3 separate regions of the Mus musculus genome follow, and regions 2 and 3 are each linked to region 1. The links are chromatin contacts, called in public ChIA-PET and HiChIP or PLAC-seq maps. All regions are on one chromosome and are shown on one strand. The core of a region is the stretch at or near the end of the contact, and the rest is flanking DNA. Distances in the headings are between cores, read along the strand shown.

Region 1 (2,824 bases), core at 147-2,646:
CACAGAGAACAGCAAGCAACATTTAATCTAACACTGCTGGGTCTCGCTAAGGGATACATTAAAAAAAAAAATAGGCAAGTTGCTTATAGAAAGAGAACCCCTGAAGGAGAGGGGTAATGCAGAACTACACAAATTACATAGAACAACCTTCTCCCTCTTTCCCTTCTCCCCTCCTTCCTTTTTCTCTCCCCCTCCTTTCTCTTTCTCTCCTTCCTCTTCCCCTTCCCCCCTTTTTTCTCCTCTTTCTCCTCCTATTCTTCTCACTCCTCCCCTCCTCCCTCTCCTCCTCCTTTGCCTCCCACCTGCTCTCCTTCCTCCTCCTCCTTCTCCTCCCCCTTTTCCTCTCCTTCTCTTTTGCTCTCCCAAACTTTATTAATGGAAAAAACAGTGTTGGCCAAGCTATGAAGCACAATCAGTTTTCTGGAATCCCACTTGCAAACACCTGACACTTGGTTTCCAAATGCTCACACAGGAAGCGCACAAGGTTCCGGGTTGGGCTAAACAGGTAAGAAGTTGCAATCCTGATGCTCGCGTGTTCCGGCTTTGCCCAGTCTGTAATCTGTCCTTGAATAGTAATCTTTGCCCAGTAGCTACTATGCCCTCACTCGTTTTGTCTGTTAGCTTGCTGAACTCTTCTTCCCTATGTAGAATTTGAGCCGCCTGGCCAAGAACTGCATTTCTTATGTCAAAACTAGGAATTTGTTTAAAGCAACAGCATGCTCTCTTTTGTATGAGTTGCCTTAGCAGCTATGGCTTGTACTACAGTCTCCTAAAGGAACTGTGGGTTGTCTTAAGCATTCCCAAGCAGCCATGATGAGTTTGAATCTGAAGGAGGCCAGCCACAGCCATTAAATTAACCCTAACGCTGGAATTATTTACATCCATGTTGACCAATGTCCATCTTGAGTTGCAGTTTAAGTAATTTTTGACTTATCAGATTCTAACAATATGTAAAGTTTGAGGTGTCTGTGAGCAGGGCCTCTCTTCTGCTCTGTGAGCTCACCTTGGGGAACTAGGGTCTCAGATAACTCAGAAAACCACAGCGGTTGGAGCCAGTGGCTTTCAGGTTCTCTTCTCACGAACTGGAAGAATGAATTCCATGACTCACAGAGGGTGAGTTTTAGTAAGAACGGTTCTATTGCAGAAAACTCAAAAAGGAAAAAGTCAGGGTCCCCATGCCACTGGGTTCCCAGAAAGTGGGATTCCAGTGAGTCTCCCAATGAGACCTCACTGGATGGAGGCCTGGAGCTGGGGTGAGCCGATCAAGCCCGCTCCCATTCCTGGTCTCAGCCCTGACATCATATTTGGTTTCTGGGAAAAGGGTTCCTTTAGGCCAAGGGAGATAAGGCAAAACTGCTTCTATTTCCTGGCACCCGTGGCCTCTGGCCAGGACAGAACCGAAAGCACTTAGGCTTAAATATCTCTGGCATCTTTGGCCTCCAGCGAGGAGGATGCAGCTGGTGGGACCCAGAGTATTTCCTGCTTTAGCAGAGGGGAATCTGTGCGTGTTTGGAGCCGATTAATCCTGCATTGATGCGGTAGTTTCCATGTGTGGTTCTTGTTACCAAGTTTGTTTTCCAACAGTGTTTCTTTATCCAAGACTAAGCGTAAAACCAAGCCACCAATCAGCAGCTTCTTGCGCATTCCGAATCTTGAAAGGAAAGCGAACGCCTCCGAGACACTTTTCAAAGAACTTGGACCAGTCACTGCTGTGGATGTTTCTTAAATCACCTATGCCTTCAATCTTATGAGCGTCAGACTTTCTGGTCTTCAAGACAGACAATCAAGTTTCTAAATTCTGTTTCATCTTTGCAGGTGAAGCAGACAGGATTCTGGCAGCGGAATCAAAAGCTTGCTTCATTCAGAACGTGCCCCCCCCCGCCCCCCCCCCGCCCCCCCGTCTCTCAGGTTGCTGCCCCGCCCCCAGCCCCACCCAGGTGTAGTAGCCGCAAGCTGAGGGATAATATAGATAATATTGATTCTCTGATCCTTTATAGTCGTGCTTTTGTTTTGATCCATGAACTGACCGGATGTAGACTGGCCCCCTCCGCTCCTCATACTCAAATCCATGTAAGAAAGGGGAGGCTTGTAGGTGTCAGAAATGGAAAGACTCAAATTCAGAGTAGCGAGTGAGTAGTGCCAAAGCTGGGGGTGTCACGGTCACAGAGCACCCAGGATTGGCTATTGTCAAGCGGCATGGCGTGAGTCATCAGACTTCACGTCCGTCCGTCCGACCGTGAGGCAGCAACCGCAGAGAATAAGCAGCTGACTTAGCTAAGAGAAGTGCTCCGTTAGCTTCCTGAACATGAGCAAGAAGTCTGTGCTGGTCAGTATTGCGTTAGCTTGACACAGCTAGGGCAATCTGGGAAGAGAGAAAAATGCCTCCATCTGATTGGCCGGTGAGCAAGTCTGTGGGGGAGCATTCTCTTCACCAATGATCCATGTGGAATAGTCCAGACCACTCCTGGGTTGATAGTTCTGGGATGAATAAAAATAAATAAATAAGCTCAGCAACCAGGAGCAAGTTTCTAAACTGCGTTCCTCCATTACCTCTGAGTCCTGCCTGGATTTCCCTTCCTGGTGGATTATAACTTGGGTTAACCCTTTCCTCTCCCAGGTTACTCTTGGCCGTGATATTTATCACAGCAATAGAGAGCAAACGAGGAGCCTCTGGTGGGAGCCTCGGGTTTGAGAGTTCAGTCCATGCTCAGCTTGGTCTGTTGTTTTTAAGTCCGTGACAAGGCAAAAGCATCATGGGAGAAAGCTGTGACAGAAGAAAATGGTCCCCATTATGGCTGCACAATGTGAAGGAGTCTAGAACATT
Region 2 (2,824 bases), core at 90-2,589, 340 kb after region 1:
CATTGCTACTTCATAAGTGTAATTTTGCTACTGTTATGAATCAATGTAAATAAATATCGGGTGTTTCTGATTGTCTTAGGTAATCCATGTCAGTCTTAGTTAGGGTTTTAATGCTGTGAAGAGACACCATGGCCAAGGCAAGTCTTATAAAGGACAACATTTAATGGGGTCTGGTTTACAGGTTCACAGGTTCAGTTCATTATCATCAAGGTGGTAACATGGCAGCATCCAGGCAGACATGGTGCAGGAGAAGCTGAGAGTTCTACATCTTCATCTGAAGGCTGCTAGCAGAATACTGGCTTCCAAGCAGCTAGGATGAGGGTCTTAAAGCCCACACCCACAATGACATACCTATTTCAACAAGGCTACATTTCCTAATAGTGCAATTCCCTAGGCTAATCCTATACAAACCATCACAATGTCAAAGGGTCATTTGACCCCCAAAGTGTCATTACTTATAGGTTGAGAACATCTAGCATAAAAAAATGTTCAGCCTACACTGTCATTTGTATAGCTGGTACCCATGAATAAACAGTATAAGCCACTGTACTAGTCTATTTTTTTGTGCTAAAATAAAATATTTGGGTCTACAAAGTGAAATGTTTTAGGCTCATAGTTTTGGAGGGGTCAAAACAGCTCAGTTGTAGCATCTGGTGATGCTTTCTGACTACCTCATAGTGTGGGGGATGGGGGTTAGGGGGATGAGGCTGGCCAAATGGCTCACATACCTCGCTGTGCAACCTGATGACCTGAGTTCCATCCCCAACCCCACATGCAAACACCAGGTGTGGTGCTGCACATCTGTCATCCCAGCGCTCCTATGGTGAGATAGGTCACATGAAGAGGAGAATTTCCCAGAAGGCCATGGACCAGCTAGCACAGAGTAAGGATGCATGGGCAGGAGTGGAGGAGACCAAAGACTAAGAGAGATCTTCTCTAAGCCAGTTGCTTCTCTGAACATTCACATGGCAACTGCAGACATTTTGTCCTATCTACCAATAAGCATTTCATATTAATTCAATTTCTAAACTCAAAATAAAGTTTTGGTTTCCTTCTTCTTCTTCTTCTTCTTCTTCTTCTTCTTCTTCTTCTTCTTCTTCTTCTTCTTCTTCTTCTTCTTCTTCTTCTTCTTTTCGAAAGGAAAGTTCATGTTAGTAACATGAATGAAGATTCGGTATTTGTAGTTAAAAATAGAAAGCATCTAAAAATACCCTCAGGGGCAAATAAATGCTTGTCCTCCAAGTCACCCCAAAGCTGTTTCCACCCCACCCCACCCCACTGTGGTTTCTAAAAGCCTTTGCTGTCTGTCTCTGGTGGTCAACTCCCATTTCAAACTTGGCCTCAATCTTTCCAAGAACTGAAGTTGTTTATCAAATAGTTTCAAAGGCCATATGTCTCTGAGCTGGCCCCGTGAGGAAGCCCCCCCCCTCACCACCTCCAGGAATCTGATATTCATCTTTTGTGTAGATGGGCAGGCAACAGTTTGGGATGCTACTAAATTGGTTGCTTGCTAGGATTCCCTTTTTAGAGAGAGAGAAAAAAAAAACAACAACAGCTAAACCTCAATATTGCTGAGGTATCAAAATGCAAGGGGTTCGTTTCTGAGACGTTTGAATAGCTCGAGTCACTCAGTCATGACTTTGGAAAAACATAAAGGGCCAATGTGTCCTCTTTTTAGCAGATAGCTTCCTCTTCTAAAGCTCTCCACAGCGACATTTATTTATTTTTAGACTCCTGTGGCTAGCACACTGGCCTGAGGCACGATTGATCTATTCATTTCTGCTCCCTTTAATGTTGGAAGTAATTACGACAGCTGAATCAACTGTGCTGTAAGCCCCACTAAAGTCCTCCTCCCCAAGTGGCTTAGTGACACCGTGGGCTTTCATCTTGTGGACCATCATTGTTTCTTCCTGGCTTCATTCAGCATTGTGTTAGCTTTGCTGAGTCTCCTTGGGTTCATACATTGTTAAATAATAGCTGTAAATGCAAACTCCAGGTTGTGATGTTTTTGATTGCTGGATATGGTTTACTTAAATATGGAAGTCTCCCCTTCCTGTTCTGGGTGCCAATACCCCTCTTTTTTTTTTTTTTTTTTTTTTTTTTTTTTTTTTTTGGTTTTTGTGAGACAGGGTTTCTCTGTATAGCCCTGGCTGTCCTGGAACTCACTTTGTAGACCAGGCTGGCCTCGAACTCAGAAATCCGCCTGCCTCTGCCTCCCGAGTGCTGGGATTAAAGGCGTGCACCACCACACACGGCCTAGTACCCCTCTTTAAAAAGTCCTTCTTACATCGTAGCTCTTTGGAATTTACAATTCCTGACGCCTATGTTTCCAGGTTGCCTGCTCTTTGCATAATATCTTTTTTGAAAGATTTTAAGATTTATTTTTATTATGCCTCCAACATGCATGAAGATGCACCGTGTGTGTGCAGGGCCCAAAAGGGCCAGAAAAGGGTGTCGAATCACCTGGAACTGGAGTTTTGGTGTTTGTAAGTTGCCACATGGTGCTGAGAACTGGACCTGGGTCCTCTCCAAGAGCAGCAAGTGCTCTTAATGGCTGAGCTCTGGGTCCATCTCTATGTCTTTTCCTTTTTCTTTGTTTTGTGGTGTCTTGTTAAACAAAATGATTCTTTGCAAGGAACAAAAATAGAACCTGGGAGGGAAGAAGAACGCCTGGTTTGGGGAGATTCAATGAAGGCTGCAACAGGAGACTAGAAGGCGGACGTCTTAGACAGTTTTGCACTTATTTCTTGAGCTGATGCCAACATGATTAACTGCCAGTGGCCTAGTATCCATATTTATGAGTACAAGAATGTTTTTTTTAAAT
Region 3 (2,824 bases), core at 167-2,666, 280 kb before region 1:
CAACATACACACAAAACTGCCACAGACATACAGACATGCAGACATGCAGACAGATGTACAACAGACACAGACATACATGTATACACATATTGTTAAAAACAAACTAATACTTAAAAGTTATAGTAGGGAGACAGAGGCAGGTGGATTTCTGCGTTTAAGGCCAGCCTGGTCTACAGAGTGAGTCCCAGGACAGGCAGGGCTATACAGAGAAACCCTGTCTCGAAAAACAAACAAACAAACAAACAAAAAGGTATAGTAAATTAGCTGCTACATGTAGGCCCTGATTTTTCAGATTTCCCTCTGAACTGCAACTGTTCAGAGACTCACTTCAAATAGCCTGGTTGTTCTTTCATAAGCAGAATCAATGGCATAAGATGTGAGAATCCATATATTTATCCAGAGTTTTAAAAGGTTACTATGTTCATTTTCTCATTGCTATGACAAAGTGTGCAAGAAAAACTACTTGGAGAAAAGGTTTAGCTAGACTCTCAGTTCAAGGGTACAGATCACCATAGCAAACAAGCCATGGTGGCAGAGGTGTGATGCCATTGACCCCATCACATCCCCTCACTATAGGCTTACAGACAATTGTACTAGGCTCCTCCCAGGAACCTAGCAACAGCGACCTAGCAACAGCTTACACCATCACCTGCCTGCCAGGTGTAAGCCTACCTGGTCTATAAAAGGGACCGCTCCACTACCCCAGCTTGCTCTCCATCTTTTTCTCTCTCTATTCCTGCGTGCTCCGGGTCATTCTCTTCCTGTCTTCCTCTCTTTCTCTCCTCTCTCTTTCTGTCCTTCTCTGTCTGCCCCGCCCCCTTCTCTTCCTCTATCCCTTTTCCAGGTCCCCTCCCTTCCCCCAATAGACTTCCTTTTATATGAGGCCCGTCGGAGGGACACCTCATCAAAGGCCCATCGAGGTGCTCCATCCGAGGTCACAGCCGTTTTACAAAACACAACATTCACCCACATACAGACGACAAAAACTAAAAGCATCCGCGGATTTGAAAGAGACCACTGATGGGGTTACCTGGTAGGATCTGGAAGGAGGAAACGGAAAAGGGAAGTGAGGAATTAGCATATCAAACAATGTTTTAACGTAATTTTTAAAAAGGAAGCAGAGAGAGATTGTTGCTCCACTCGATTTCTCTATTCTGTTCAGGTTGGAACCCCAGCCCGAGGAACAATTCCACCCATATTCTCAAAGGAACAAGGAGTCAGGCATCCCCAGTCAAAGCTTTCTGGAAAAGCCCTCACAAACACACCAGAAATTTGACTCCTAAGTTGGTCTATCAAGTTGCCCTCAAGATTAACCATCTTACTTGCCTAACTCATAAAATTATATTTCAAAAGGACTGAAGCAATGGCAGCAAACGTATCCCTCAGATTTCCCATTTTAAACCAACTATGGATTTCCTGCGGCTGTTTATGTATTCATAAACGCCTAATAGGCTTATTATGAGTTGTGACAGAGCCAGGCACTGAGAAATTTATTTTCTAATTTATTTTTTTGAAGGAAAAAAATAGGTTGCAGAGTAAAATGACATATTTCTTTTAAAAAGGAACTAGTATGCCAATAACTACTGGGCACTCTCAGAACTATAAAAAGATCGTTTTGGTGGCCACATGCTATGCATGATTGCCCAACTGTGGGGGCAGAATATGTTTCTGACGTAATTTTGCAGTTACTACTTTAAAAGTTGAAATAAAAAGTAGGGTAAATTTCTTCAGGGTTTTATATGATATGCTAACACATAAAATATAAAGACGGTAATGTTTCCTTGGTCAACATTATATTTGACTTCATGTGTCCTGCTATGTGTTGAGTTGATGATTTCAAAATGTAAAAACATATTTGCTGAGTTACATTACTGTATTTTCTGGTAGACAGTAAAATTTTCAATTTTAAGAATTGAGTACCTGAGTTGTGAAAGGATTTGAGTTGGATACCCATGCGCACTTTGGTCTTCTGTAACTACAACAGGATAGGAGAGGTTTGAGGGGTTAGAAGGTAACTTTGCTCTCACAGTTTTGAAACTAGAGCAGCTGTTGTAGCAGAACCCCCCCCCCCATACACACACACACATCCCCAAATCAACAATTCCTGCCAGGACTTCAGACCCAACTATAATCCCCTTAGCAAATCAGCATTACGTGTGGTCCCAGTGACCACACACTTGCTCTCTTGAAGACAAGCCCAAGCATTTTAAATAACATCAGAAATAGGTGTGATATAATTTTTTTTTCCTGGAAAAAAAAAAGAACAACACAAGTTGTTTACAGGAAGGTTTTGCTTCCCTCTCTACTTCAAAAGAGAACTTTGAAAAACAAAACAAAGCCATTTCAAAGGCATCCTTTGCCAGGAAGCCAAACTCCATCCAAAAGCCGAAGGAACTGGCTTTGTGGTTCTTGTTGACAAAATCCCCAACAGGCCAAAGCCTGAATTAAAATTTCTCCTCCCCAGGTCCCAACATATCCAAACGTGGATGAGGAAGAAACACCAGAGGGTGGCTCTCTTGGGTTAGGGTCTGCATGGCTTTACACATCAGAACACTGTCTTCCAAAGCCACACCAAGAAGTCCCAAACAGGAAACAGATTAAATGAGCTTTCCACTTCAAGTAGGGGTGAGCAGAGAGGAGGGGGACAGGGTGAGGCTGAGGGGCAGGGGAGGAGAGGCTGGGTTGTTGACTTCATTCTTTGTTTTCCTATCCTGGTCTCAAGACATCTTAGTCATCATCCTCATCTTGGGTTCACCTGAGGATGGACAGACAGACAAGCACCTACATCATGGAGGTGATGCTAGACACAATACAATCATCATGT

Evidence for each region. ChIA-PET counts read pairs in DNA pulled down with a chosen protein or histone mark. HiChIP or PLAC-seq counts read pairs in DNA pulled down with a chosen protein or histone mark.
Region 2: an RNA polymerase II ChIA-PET map of memory CD8 T cells shows a contact between it and region 1, with 6 read pairs. The contact joins two enhancer-like sites. A contact is called at or near these places in 3 of 39 promoter capture datasets (the HPC-7 cell line, liver and pre-B cells) and 2 of 115 datasets of contacts at active chromatin or transcription factors (large pre-B cells and memory CD8 T cells).
Region 3: an H3K4me3 HiChIP or PLAC-seq map of embryonic basal ganglia shows a contact between it and region 1, with 4 times the contacts expected there. The contact joins two enhancer-like sites. A contact is called at or near these places in 3 of 15 datasets of contacts at CTCF or cohesin (the NIH/3T3 cell line, large pre-B cells and pro-B cells), 3 of 484 Hi-C or Micro-C datasets (B cells, embryonic stem cells and nephron progenitors) and 5 of 115 datasets of contacts at active chromatin or transcription factors (the 230-238 cell line, embryonic basal ganglia, embryonic limb bud and 2 more).

The regions. Positions count from the first base shown.
Region 1 is chr10:111,101,040-111,103,863 of GRCm38.p6, forward strand. No RefSeq gene overlaps it. Among named protein-coding and RNA genes, the nearest start is that of Gm29916, 19 kb to the left of the region's middle. Within about 2 kb of position 1,397, at least 141 of the 459 cell types and tissues checked have an H3K27ac peak or open chromatin away from gene starts, as enhancers often do. A contact at or near this core is called in the 230-238 cell line, the HPC-7 cell line and memory CD8 T cells, where this site is marked.
Region 2 is chr10:111,444,777-111,447,600 of GRCm38.p6, forward strand. No RefSeq gene overlaps it. Among named protein-coding and RNA genes, the nearest start is that of Nap1l1, 27 kb to the right of the region's middle. Within about 2 kb of position 1,340, at least 48 of the 459 cell types and tissues checked have an H3K27ac peak or open chromatin away from gene starts, as enhancers often do. A contact at or near this core is called in the HPC-7 cell line and memory CD8 T cells, where this site is marked.
Region 3 is chr10:110,820,250-110,823,073 of GRCm38.p6, forward strand. All of the region lies in intron 2 of 1700020G17Rik (RIKEN cDNA 1700020G17 gene), which reads right to left. Among named protein-coding and RNA genes, the nearest start is that of Gm36808, 23 kb to the left of the region's middle. Within about 2 kb of position 1,417, at least 20 of the 459 cell types and tissues checked have an H3K27ac peak or open chromatin away from gene starts, as enhancers often do. A contact at or near this core is called in the 230-238 cell line, where this site is marked.